2 separate regions of the Mus musculus genome follow, and region 1 is linked to region 2. Evidence: chromatin contacts called from public HiChIP or PLAC-seq data. All regions are on one chromosome and are shown on one strand. Each heading gives the region's core, a stretch centred on a gene start, on an enhancer-like site or on the middle of the called end of the contact. The rest is flanking DNA. Distances are from core to core; before and after follow the strand shown. Region 1 has its middle 22 kb from the start of Ivns1abp. Region 2 has its middle 15 kb from the start of Gm36297.

Region 1 (6,056 bases), core at 166-2,665, 280 kb after region 2:
AAGAGTTCTTCTCTTTTCTTTTTAAAACATCAGTATGACTTGCTCTCAGCATTGAACTTGACATGAAAACAAATTCCGAGTGGTACTGTTGTTGATACAACTTCTGGAAAAGCTTAAGCCACACACCCGAGCCACACACACTTCCAGGAGCTGAGTGATGTGGCTTTAAAAGAAAGGCACTGAAAAACCAAAATAAGTATAACACATCACAAGTATTTCAAAATACATATTTTTTTCTTTCAGGGTAGCTATGCCCCCACTGTCCTAAAGTCACACTGCATACACACTGTAAACAGAATTTCTTGTCCTTGATCTTACAGTAAACACTGAGAAGCGCTCTGTCCCGAGGGCTCCCGAGAAAGAAGAGAGCAAGCAATTATATACACTTACTCTGTGAATAGATCATCGGGTCTGAAAAGATAGCTTCTTGGATTTTTGCGCACCCAAGTTTCACAAGCAGAAATGATTTTTTAAATCTATAAATAGATGTGTATCGGGAATATAACTAAAGAAATGTGAGTGGCACCTGCCATTAGATCACATGACATCATTCACACTCCGATGAGGAAGACCTTCAGTGGGGACACTGCTGCTCCTCTGTGCTGCCTGCCAAGGCTGCCAGTCAGTATGTTAGAAGGAGAGTTGAAACTCTTCAAATTTGTCAAGAGCAATCCAGTGGCCAAAGGCAGCCATTACCTTCTTTCAGAGGCTATCTGTAAGCCAATAAAGCAACAGGCACTGTGTTGGACTCAGTGGAAAAGGCCCACAAGCATGCACGCTCGAGCATACACACACACACACACACACACACACACACACACACACACACGAACTATACTATAACTGATTCGTTTTTAAAGAAACAGGGCGGTGATGGCTTACACCTTTAATCCCAACACTTGGGAGGCACAGGCAGGAGGATCTCTGTTCAAGGCCAGCCTGGTCTACAGAGTGAATTCCAGGACAGCCAGGGCTACACAGAGAAACCCTGTCTCAAAAAAAAAAAAAAACAAAAAAAACAAAAAAACAAAAACAAAACAAAACAAAACAAAAAAAAAACAATTAAAAAAATGGTGAGGCTGCAGGTGTAGCATAGTGAGAATGTGTGTAAAGTATACTCAAAGCCCCAGGTTCAAACCCAAGCATCCCAAAGAAGCAAAAATGGTAGCTCTATAGGTATAAGTAAAATACACTATATTTATGAAAATGCACAATAAAATGCATTATTGTGTAAAATGAATGTATGCTATTGCTAATAAAAAACATTTTTTTAAAAGTAACCCTAGCTGCTATTTAACAAAATTCATGAGAGTATATCATTGTGGACTAATGTCTTTCACTATGGCCCAGGAGATAGTGTATAGAAATGCTGACCCAAACCACAACAAAACTGTGTGGCTTGTCTGACCTTGCCTTTCAGAGACATCGGGAGAGGAAGAGAGTGGAGGAAACGAGTTGACAGAATAGAATGGGCTTTGTTACTTTGTTTCCTTGTTGTGCAAGCTAGCTCACCAACCTGTTCACTCAGCCTCACAGCTCCGTTTTTAGATGGTGTTGACCTGTGAATTCCAAGTTAATCTAATTCAATCGTTGAGCTAAATGTGTTAGATTTCTGAGTTCTGACAATGCCTGTGGAAGTCTATATGCTATGCAAAAGAACTGAATAGTATCTGGTTTTTAAAATTCTATTGTTAACATTTTTAATTAGGTATGTGGGGGGGGGTATATTCACATGAGTGCAGATGCCTCCAGAGGCCAGAGGTGTCAGATCCCCCAGGAACTGGAGTTACAGGTGGTTGTGAGTCACCTGATATGGTGCTAAGAATTGAACCCAGGTTCTCTGCTAGAGCAGTTAGCACTATGACCTGCTGAACCATCTCCTGTTCCTGTTATGCTTGCCTGTTGCTTGCTTGCTTGCTTGCTTGGTTAATTGGTTGGTTGGTTTGGTTGGTTTGGTTGGTTTTTGGTTTTTGAAACATCTACTATGTATCCAAAACTGATCCTCCAGCATCTGCCTCCAAAGAGTGGGATTACCGGCCTGTGCCACCACACTGGCTTTTACACAGTGTTAGGAATAGAACCCAGAGCTTTGTGCACACTAGGCAAGCACTCAATGGACATCCATCCCCAGCTGGCTAGTACATTTTAAGAGACAGTGGAATCTCACTCTGGCCTCTCCTCAACTTCCTATCCCTTGTCTCTGCAGAAAGAACTGAGGGAAGACATGCAGGGTGCAGGAGTAGAAGATGGGGTCTATTACCAAGTAAAGGGCCGCGTTCTCCAGAGTGAGACCACTGTTCCAATGGTCACAGTTCAGTCAAATTTTACATATTTCCTAACTTTCCTGAAATAGCTTTTCTGAGGGGTTTTTACCTCTCCGGGTAATTGACAGGCCCATATTGAGTGATTCTTGTGGGATATGGCAATGGTGGAGATCCTATTGAGGATAGGAATCCTGTAAGTTTAGGGCTTTGGGGACCAGCTTGAGATAGTAATCAGAGTCCTGAAGTTACTGCCCAGGCAATTGACTGTGAGGGAAGAGTCCAGCATGTCCTTCAAGCTTACTGATAGCTAAGCAGGCTCCTAACAGAAGCGTTCTAGCAATTTTTTCAGGGTTTGATTATTTATTTGTTTTAAAAATTTGTATTTTTAACTGGACTCAGAAATGTAAGTTCTTAGAAAGAAAAAGCTGTACCCTGACAATGTGCTCTCAAACATTTTTCTTTAACTTCATCATTTCCTAGGGCAAAACATGAGAATATTTAGCAGGCACTTCTAATTTCCTTCCAGTGATTTTCTTCAGAGCAATAGCTGGCGCTCAAGTACACTGCTCACACAGGAAAACAGGGTCCTGGGCCTTCGGAGCTTCGGTTCCTAGCGTCTCACCACTACTCATGAGATTTCTGAAGACATATTGGTAGATATCTTCTACTTTAGAGAGACTGAAAAGTGTATAGAGTCTGCTGTAGCCCTCTTGGACCCCAGATGACACAGGGGACAGTATCTGAGAGTATCTGTCGAAATGGCTTCAACAATGACAGGCTGAGATCCCTCTGACTAACTAAAACAGCATTTCTCACATCTCACAACCTGTGGCTTGCAACCCCTGCATTTCAGATATTTATATTACAATTCATAACAGTAGTGAAATTACAGTTATGAAGTAGCAACAAAATAATTTTATGGCTGAAGGTTGTCACAACACAAGGAACTATATTAAAAGGTCACGGCATCAGGAAGGTTGAGAACCACTGGACTAAAACAATACATCCTCAAACAGATGTGTGATTTCTGTCTCCAGGTCTCCCAGGAGGCCCCTTACTCAACAGCAAGCACACCAAGCCTAGAGTCAGGGCATCCTGCTTCAAGGGAAAATGTTCTTTGTTATTCCCACCACTGACTAAGATCGTGTAGCGCCCTGTCCATTCTTTAACCAGAACTACAGCAGCAGCCTGTGTGGTCAGGCCTTCTTGAACGAAGTCTAGAGTTGATGACCACTGTCCCGTGAGCTTCTCACAGAAGATATTTAGGGCCATCTTGATGTTGCTTGGTTTTGTTCTGTTTTGTTTTTGTTTTTATTTTCATTTTTATTTTGTTTCAGTTTTGAGACAGATTCTCAAGTGCTGGAATTATAGGTTACAAGCATGAGCCACCAAACCCAACAGATATATCAAAAATACAATGTTGGAAAACATAGTAAGCATTTTAGTTTAGCTGGAAATAGAATGATCAAGTACTATTCCTTTTTGACTCAAGGGGATACAGGAGAACACATTTAGTAAAACTATGCACACATACACAATCCTCTGTGTGTGTGTGGTGTGTAATGTGTACATACTTGAGGCAGAATCTTGCTATGAATCCCTGCCTAGACTTGAATTTGAATTCATAATCTTTCTGTTTCCACTTCGCTTCTGCTGAGACTCCTGGTTATGTCTAATAATTTTTATTGTGGAAAGAATCTCATTGTGTAGCCCATGCTAAACCTTGAACTTTCAACCCTTCCTCCCATTAGTATGAACCACCCTTACCTAGGGTGTATATGCTTGGCCTTGTTGGAGTAGGTGTGGCCTTATTGGAGTGGGTGTGGCCTTGTTGGAGGAAGTGTGTCACTGTGGGTGTGGGCTTTTAGACCCTCATCCTAGCTGCCTGGGAGCTGGTGTTCTAGGGGCCTTAAGATGAGGATGTAGAACTCTCAGCTCTTTCTGCACCATGCCTGCCATGTTCCCACCTTGATGATAAGCGACTGAACCTCTGAACCTGTAAGCCAGCCCTAATTAAATGTTGTCCTTATAAGAGTTGCCTTAGTCATGGTATCTCTTCACAGCAGTAAAATCCTAACTAAGAAAGCCAGCTACTCTTTTTTAAAGAGAAATGTTTTTTTGTTCCTTAAAATGCTTATGAATAATTTGAAAACAAAGTATCTCTTTCTTTGAGACAGAGTCTGATGTTGTCCAGGCTAGCCTAGAACTCCTGATCCTTTCCACAAGTGCTGGGATTATATGAATGGACCACCACATAGAGCTCAAATGATCTCCTTTTCAAAATAAATTCTACTTTAAAATGTTGAGCAAAATGATTCAACAGGCAAAGGTGCTTACTGCCAAGCCGGAGGACCTGGTCAACCTCTGGACCCCACATGATGTAAGGAGAAAACCAATTCCTACTGTCTTCTGACCTCCTCACATGGGCCATGCATGCACACTCTCTAAGCACACATACAAACAAAATAAATACTGATAAAACATTTTAATTAACTGCTGAATTTCTAGTTCTACTATATAGTGAATTTCAAGCAAAAACTAGAAAAAATGCTCTCTGAACTCCAAGTCATTGTTTTTATGAAATAGTACATCTAAGTAATCTAATATTTTACATATACATACATAAACATTCTACATATAAATATATACATATATACTTATATACATACACATACATATGCATAGAATGAAGTCCTTCTTAAGCAAGCCAAAGCTCCTTACAAGTTAACTAGAGTCCCACAAAATATTGAAGAAGAAAACAATTCATGACACTTGTTAACAACAGTCAAAGCAGACTGTCCAGGAAGTGTTGTGGCAGTAGAGATTCACAAGGGAGAAGAGAGAATGGCTAGCTCCAAATGTAAAGGAAAGTGAGACTTTCCAGCCAACACGAACATCTAGGTGTAGGCTAATGGATAAAAAATGGCTAAGAGGCCGGGCGTGGTGGTGCACGCCTTTAATCCCAGCACTTGGGAGGCAGAGGCAGGCGGATTTCTGAGTTCAAGGCCAGCCTGGTCTACAGAGTGAGTTCCAGGACAGCCAGGGCTACACAGAGAAACCCTGTCTCAAAAAAAAAATGGCTAAGAGAAAGCCATTTTGGGTGTTCTGATTAAAGCAATGGAGCCAGGGTCTTGCTGAAGGAACAGGAGGGTGATTAGGTGTTAGATGAGAGTGACAAGAAAGACTGATCAGATTTTGAGGGTGACTAGACACTGAGGCAGGGCTTCTTGATACGCTGATTTTAAAGGATTTTTTTTTTTTTACTAAAGCTGGGTTGTTCGGGATCATGGCCAAGGAAGGGGTCTACAGGCTCAGTAGAGATGGATGGAAGTCTGGCTAAGTAGAGACAGGGTCAGTAGCACATACATGGCTCTGGAAAAGGTTCTTCAGGATTTCCCTCAATGAAGCTGGAAACCACAAGTGGGGAATGACCCACCAAGGCTACAGCATCCTTTGCAATCTTCCCTTTTATTCACAACTGGCCCTGTTTTTATAACGAGGGGAGTCCTTTCAGTAGTGGGAGAAAAGCTGACTCCCGAGTTACAAGTTCTGCTATCTGACTTAGGATGAGGCCGGCAAGCATAGGGGATGGCTTAGCAACTGAGATTCCTCTTGGTTTGGGCTATACATGCACCTCTATTCTAACAATGCAGCTAACAACCTAGGACCCACACCTATATAACACATCTATACATCCCTCTTTTAACCTGGGAATAAGTTTCCTTGCCTGTAACAACTCTCCTTTTGAAGACAGTTTCGATGCATACATATTTCAGGATGTATATGGGCACA
Region 2 (6,314 bases), core at 2,564-5,063:
TCCTTCCCAAGGGAGCTAAAACCATCCAGTGGAAGAAAGACAACATTTTCAACAAATGGTGCTGGCACAACTGGTGGTTATCATGTAGAAGAATGCGAATCGATCCATACTTATCTCCTTGTACTAAGGTCAAATCTAAGTGGATCAAGGAACTCCACATAAAAGCAGAGACACTGAAACTTACAGAGGAGAAAGTGGGGGAAAGCCTCAAAGATATGGGCACAGGGGAAAAATTCCTGAACAGAACACCAATGGCTTGAGCTGTAAGATGGAGAATCGACAAATGGGACCTCATAAAATTGCAAAGTTTCTGAAAGGCAAAAGACAGCGTCAATAAGACAAAAAGGCCACCAACAGAATGGGAAAGGATCTTTACCAATCCTAAATCAGATAGGGGGCTAATATCCAGTATATATAAAGAACTCAAGAAGATGGACTCCAGAAAATCAAATAACCCCACAAAAAAATGGGGTACAGAGCTAAACCAAGAATTCTCAACTGAGGAATACCGAGAAGCACCTGAAAAAATGTTCTCTCCTCTTTCCCTTCACACATCTCAACGATTCCCCCCTTTTGCTTTCATTTTTTATTCTTACCTGATATTTCACACAGAAGATAAAGCACACGATATTTATTCTTATAGGAATGGCTTACTTCACTTATCGTGATGTTCCTCAGTTCCACCGATTATTCTGCAAACAGCGTCAACCTTCCTTATGTCTGAGTGAGTCTGTATATATAACACTGTTATATGCCGACTCTGGGGCACATATACAGAACTGGTGAATCCAAGTCTAGATGAAGGCTGTGAACACTGAAGGAAGTCAGAAGGCTTTGGCGACTGCAGCGTCAAAGAATGAACGCTAAATGAGAATTGCTACAGAATTCTGAATTCAAATATATTCTGCACTCTTAAGGATCGTTAAAAGTAAAGGCTGATATGTTATCCTCCAACTCCTTCAAAGCTCTTATTGCTCTGGAAACTAGACCTCACATTTTGTATAGCCAAGTTGTTTTCAGGGGGGACAGAATTTTGCTTTGCAGGAAGTACTCTTTATTACTCCCAGAAATTACAGGGAAGGGGCAAAAGCAAGTTATCAGGTAGAAAAATACTTATTTGTAGTATCAGCATAACATTTGACTACAAACAGCGCCGGCATTGTGAGGCAGTATCTTTACAATGATGAGCGAGTATCTTCCAGAATAATTATGGCTTTTACCAAAGCACTTCTCTTCTGTGTAACAAATGCAAGTGAGTTTATAAACAATGACTCATGATCACTTACTACCAAAACAATCCAGTAATGTGCATACTTTTTATTCAGGGCCGCTAATGCCTTCCAGAAATCTCTTTTGTTCTCTGCCTCTGTCAACCAATCCGCGTCATGGCCATTAAGTCCATCAAGCTCAGGAAAGCAATGCAGCACAGTTCACAGTGAGGTCGACCACCTGACACAAAGCTGTGTGCAGAGCGACAATGCCTCCCCAGGACTGCGCTAACCTGACTCAACAGGATGCATTAGTGGGATACAATTGTGGGCTTATGGAGTGATTCCCGTTAGCCACTGAACGTGAGGCATCTTCTAATTCCTCAGTGGTTTAAAGACTCATTCCATTTGTTTGCCAGAAAGCCGAGCGAACATAAAAAAAAAAAAAATGTAGCAATGAAATTATGGGTTGCTCTGTCCACCTAAAATAATTGCCATCATTTTAAAAACATTATTGATTTAGTTTTTATCTTAACACACAGAGCCAGACAAACATTTTTAAATCATAGTAAACAATACTATTCCCACTGCAAAAGAACCTTCATTTTTTTAAAATGCTTTATAAAGGTGAGACTGACTTATACATCATCCTTCCACCAAAGTACAAAAATGTTATCCATTACTTCTCAAAACAAAATAAGCCCAGACTATACTTAGTCAGCCTAGATAACACCCTAGAAGGACATCTTGCCTTGCCAACCCCATTTGACACAGGATAAAACTGGAGACCAAATAGGTGAACTGATTTAAAGGTAAACACAGGGCAGGGGACCGAGTGAATGAACTTGGGTAAACCAGAAGTCACGTGACTTCCTCTCCTTTGCTCCTTCCACAATGGATAGAGTTCACTGTCCTCCTGTCTGTCTCCCTTCCAGTATCTTCTAACCCTCTCCTTACCCCATGAGCCTAACCTATCATCAATTCTCAAAGACTCGGATTTTTTTTTCCGTGAACTCTTACATTTAAAAAATAATTTTTTAAGCTGGGTTTATTAAAAACTCTCCTTGGGAGACTGAGATTTGAGGCCACTTGATCTACATAGTGAGTTCCAAGCCAGTCAGGCTATACAGTAAAACTCTGCCTCGAAAAAAGGCAAGAGAAAGAGAATTTTTAAAACGAGCATGGGTTCTTAACCCAAAATGCAGCCTTGCCATATTAAGCAGACATCACCTAACAAAAGTAGTCTCTATTCAATTGGTTTGGGAAATCCAAGGACAAGCAAAGATTCCTCCTCTGTCAGAGTCCCCGGCTTCCCATGTTGTGTACTTTATAAGTCTTCAAACACACGTATGTCTGTCTTATTCAATTATGAATTTACATTGTAAATACTTGATGAAATGAACACCATTTGAGACCTCTATGACAGGGACTAATCCCAGGAATAGAGGTGCTTTACAGTGATGAATGAGATTGTCACTTCGAGATTTTGAAACATACATGGTAGAAAATAAAACTGTTTATCCCGTCAAAGCAGAAAGGATTCAGAGAGCCTGCATTCATAATTGATTTTCCGAAGATTAAAAGATGTGGAGGAGATAAATCTTAAGCTCTCCTTTCACATACTGGAAACTGAGCCGTGAGAGCAGGCACTGGGTGTACTAGCCACGTCGCCTCATATCTGTACCAGCTTTCTCATGGTGATGGGTGTGAACTCATTGGGCACTGGCTGCATTCTGGGCTGGGAGGGGTCTTTTACACTATTTACAACAGACCTCTAAGATAGAGCCAAGGTACCTATATAATTATATACTGCAATGTATACCCAAGTCAGTCTTGTTTGCAGGTTTCTGATGTTAGTTTCATGATGACACACTTTCTTTAACAAAGCCCAGCAGCCTAAGTTCCAATAAGTCAAACACCCAGCAGCCTAAGTTCCAATAAATCAAACATGAACTGCACTTCCCCCTTCAAACGACAATTCCGGAGTTTCATGACTAAAGCCAGAGTTAGTTCTGCTTAAATTTCGAAATCGATCTTTGTTTTTGTTTTTTGTTTTTGTTTTTGTTTTGTTTTGTTTTCCCCTCTCTTTTGTTGAAGGAGAGGGAAACAGACGCCACTTGCTTCAACGTCTCCTTAAACCAAGATTTCGTATTAGTTGACAGCACATCCAGTTATGTCCCCAGAGTTCCCTGCCACCATCCCTTCCCACTGAGCACTTTGGTGGAGCACTGTCGAGGTACCTGATTTCAAGTGGGAAGCAGCCTAAATAATAAGAGTGAAGCAGAGAGACAGTGAAGGAGTTCAGCCTCTCAATCAATGACTAACTTCTAAAGCTTTAAACACAACCTAATTTGAAACTCTGTGAGGCATTGTCTCAAATGAAGTCTTAACAGTCATCCTCAACGCTGAAGAGATCTGACAGTGGGAACTTGAAACATTTATCTAGGATTTGGCCAACAAACAGGAATAAAAGACGTCAGAAGGTGCCAAAGCAAAACCCGCACTCAATAACAATAGAAATGTGAGAGGATCCTTAGGAGCTGACTGTCTTGTTCTCACGGGGTGGGGGCGGGGGCAGGGGCGGAGCGGGGCGGGGCGGGCGTTGCAGAGGATATGCTGTTCTTCATTTATCTGGAGCTAATGTTTACTTTGGTCTGTTTTCGCTTCCTCCCCTCTCCCACTTCCTACTAAACATGTCACATTGAACTCCCCTCATGTCAACATTTGAGGGCCTCATTTAGCAGCTACATTGTGTCCACTTCCTGGTGTTACCAAATATATCACTTTTGTCCACTTTGAAAATAAGTTTGAATTAAACACATTTATTAAACTAAGATGGTGCCCGAGCTATCCCCATCCTTACTCCCTCTTCTCACGCTCAACTTTCCAATAAAATCACGGGAAACACCAGCTGCCCCGTGTGATCCTGAACCTGTATCTGGGTTGGCCCCCCTTCCCTCCATCGTCAGTCAGTCAGTCTGTCTGTCTGTCTGTCTGTCTGTCAGCCCCCCTTCCCTCCCCTGTGACTCCATAAAGCCAGAGGACCGACAGGAATGGACATGCCAATTCCGCCCTCTCACCGCCCCCCCCCCCAATCAGCTCTCTTTGGGCAAACTCTGTGGAGTCTGTATTTTCTCCTACTTTTGGCGATTTCCATTGGTTATTCAGGATTCTTATTAATCAGATCTAGGATGTTCAGAATTGACTATTACCTTGTTTTAATATCCCTTTCTTGTTATTATCTGTGTTTTCACGAGGAAAAAAAGGCCTCAATTTTATCTTCTAAGTTTCCCACAAACTTTCTCACCCTACAGTATTTGTAATTTCTAATATATCTTTTTTTTTTTCCTTTAGTTCTTCTTTCACCACAGCAGCTTGGTATCCATGCCCGCCCGCCCCCACTCCCCCACATCACATTATTTTGTCTATATGAAGGTTAGGATGTTAGTTCCTTTTCATCTTCTCTTTGCATCATCTCTAATGAAATCACAAACCTCTGTGGACAGTATTTTAGTCCTTAATGCCTGAGGTCTAGTTTGAATGTTGAAGTCTTTCTTCAATTCTATGACAGAGCATACCTGAAGGCTCCTGGTCCTGTCTCCTCTGTGTTCAAACCCACTGCCGCATTTCCTCTCAGTGACCAGGCAGAATCCATTTCTTAAACCCCTAAACCAGGAAGACACCTTGTAGTTTGCTCAACGCAATTAGTTTGCTCGACTAATTAGTTTGCTCAATGCAATTCAGTAGACATAGCAGTGAGCTGGTTCCATGCGTAGGCAGCAAGAAACCTTGTAAGATTCTGTGTGCGTTCACTGTTACCTCTGCCACTTCCATGACCATGTATATTAGCCTACTGGACAACCAGAAAAAACAGCGTCTCTGTCATTTCAACTAAGTTCTCCCTAGACTATGTGAAGCCCAAAAGCTCCTAAGCACGAGAACAACTCTAGTTAAGGTCAAACACAGCCACTTTGCAGACTACTCTAGGCAAGAGAACACTGTTTTTCCTTACATCTGTGGTTGTTGGTTATGCGGCAGTATTCGTGTGATTGTAACCAACACAGAAGTCCTTGCTAGCCAGATGTGTAGGATCCCATACACACTATCAAAGCACTTAAATCACATGGCTATGAAATGGAAGCCTCTGCAAGTGACTTAAGAAGAGAAGAATACGACCTGGTTTGCATTTTGAAAAGCAGCTCTAGCTGTGTAGGTAAAACTGAAAGTGGAGCGGATCGCTTAGGTTTCTTGTGATATCAAAACTGCGTAGGAAATCACAGCTCATGAAAATAAGTAGATCCAAGGCTTCATATAGGACCAGCCACAAACTGGGTGTGGCTTTTGAGAAAACAGCTACAGAGACAACAGTGGAGAAGATACTCTTGTCTGAGGATGGAGGTCCAGCCATGGTGGAGCACATCTGTAATTCCAGCAGTCACGAAGCCAAAGCAAGAGGCTTGGCATGCAAGACCAGCAGCCTGTGCTATAAGAAATTTTGGGGACATTCTGGGTTATATGAAGAGACCCTGTCTCAAAACAAATAAACAAACAACAACAACAAACGAATCAACAAACCAAGCAGAGGAAGAAGACTAGGAGAATCGGAGCCTTAAAGCCAAACAGTTTCAAAGAGAAGGATCCATCAACGGCAGCACTTCTGTCTGAGCTGTCCCTCATTAGCATACCGGAGGATCAAAATTTTAGAACCTAAGAGGGATTTAAAGATCAAGGACTCAACACTGCACTGACAGCTACAAAGTTATTTTTCTAACTAAGTGATTTTAAATGAGGTGCCCCTGGGAATCTGACAGTGAAGCAGAGCTTTAAAACACTTCCTAATGCACTTACTGTAATAATAATTACAAAATAATCCCTTAGAAGTCTAGTGAAACTTAAGAGAAAGGGCAGGGAAATTATCGTTAGCATCCATAATTAGTTCTTGCCTTTCTAAACTCAGGTGACTGACTTCCTGTAGAGAAGCCCTTCTCAACCTATGGGTCACGACCCCCTGGTGGGGTCAACCGACCCTTTCACAGGGGTCACCTAAGACCATCAGAGAACACAGATATTTATATTATGATTGATAATGGTAGCAAAGCTACCATT

The links. HiChIP or PLAC-seq counts read pairs in DNA pulled down with a chosen protein or histone mark.
Region 1: a contact with region 2 is called in an H3K4me3 HiChIP or PLAC-seq map of microglia, with 5 times the contacts expected there. The contact joins two enhancer-like sites. A contact is called at or near these places in 8 of 39 promoter capture datasets (HPC-7-derived erythroid cells, embryonic stem cells, fetal liver and 3 more), 2 of 484 Hi-C or Micro-C datasets (bone marrow-derived macrophages and uterus), 3 of 115 datasets of contacts at active chromatin or transcription factors (bone marrow-derived macrophages, fetal liver and microglia) and 1 of 9 other capture datasets (embryonic stem cells).

The regions. Positions count from the first base shown.
Region 1 is chr1:151,319,171-151,325,226 of GRCm38.p6, forward strand. It overlaps the pseudogene Gm10138. Among named protein-coding and RNA genes, the nearest start is that of Ivns1abp, 22 kb to the right of the region's middle. Within about 2 kb of position 1,416, at least 5 of the 459 cell types and tissues checked have an H3K27ac peak or open chromatin away from gene starts, as enhancers often do. A contact at or near this core is called in microglia, where this site is marked.
Region 2 is chr1:151,037,333-151,043,646 of GRCm38.p6, forward strand. No RefSeq gene overlaps it. Among named protein-coding and RNA genes, the nearest start is that of Gm36297, 15 kb to the right of the region's middle. Within about 2 kb of position 3,814, at least 24 of the 459 cell types and tissues checked have an H3K27ac peak or open chromatin away from gene starts, as enhancers often do. A contact at or near this core is called in microglia, where this site is marked.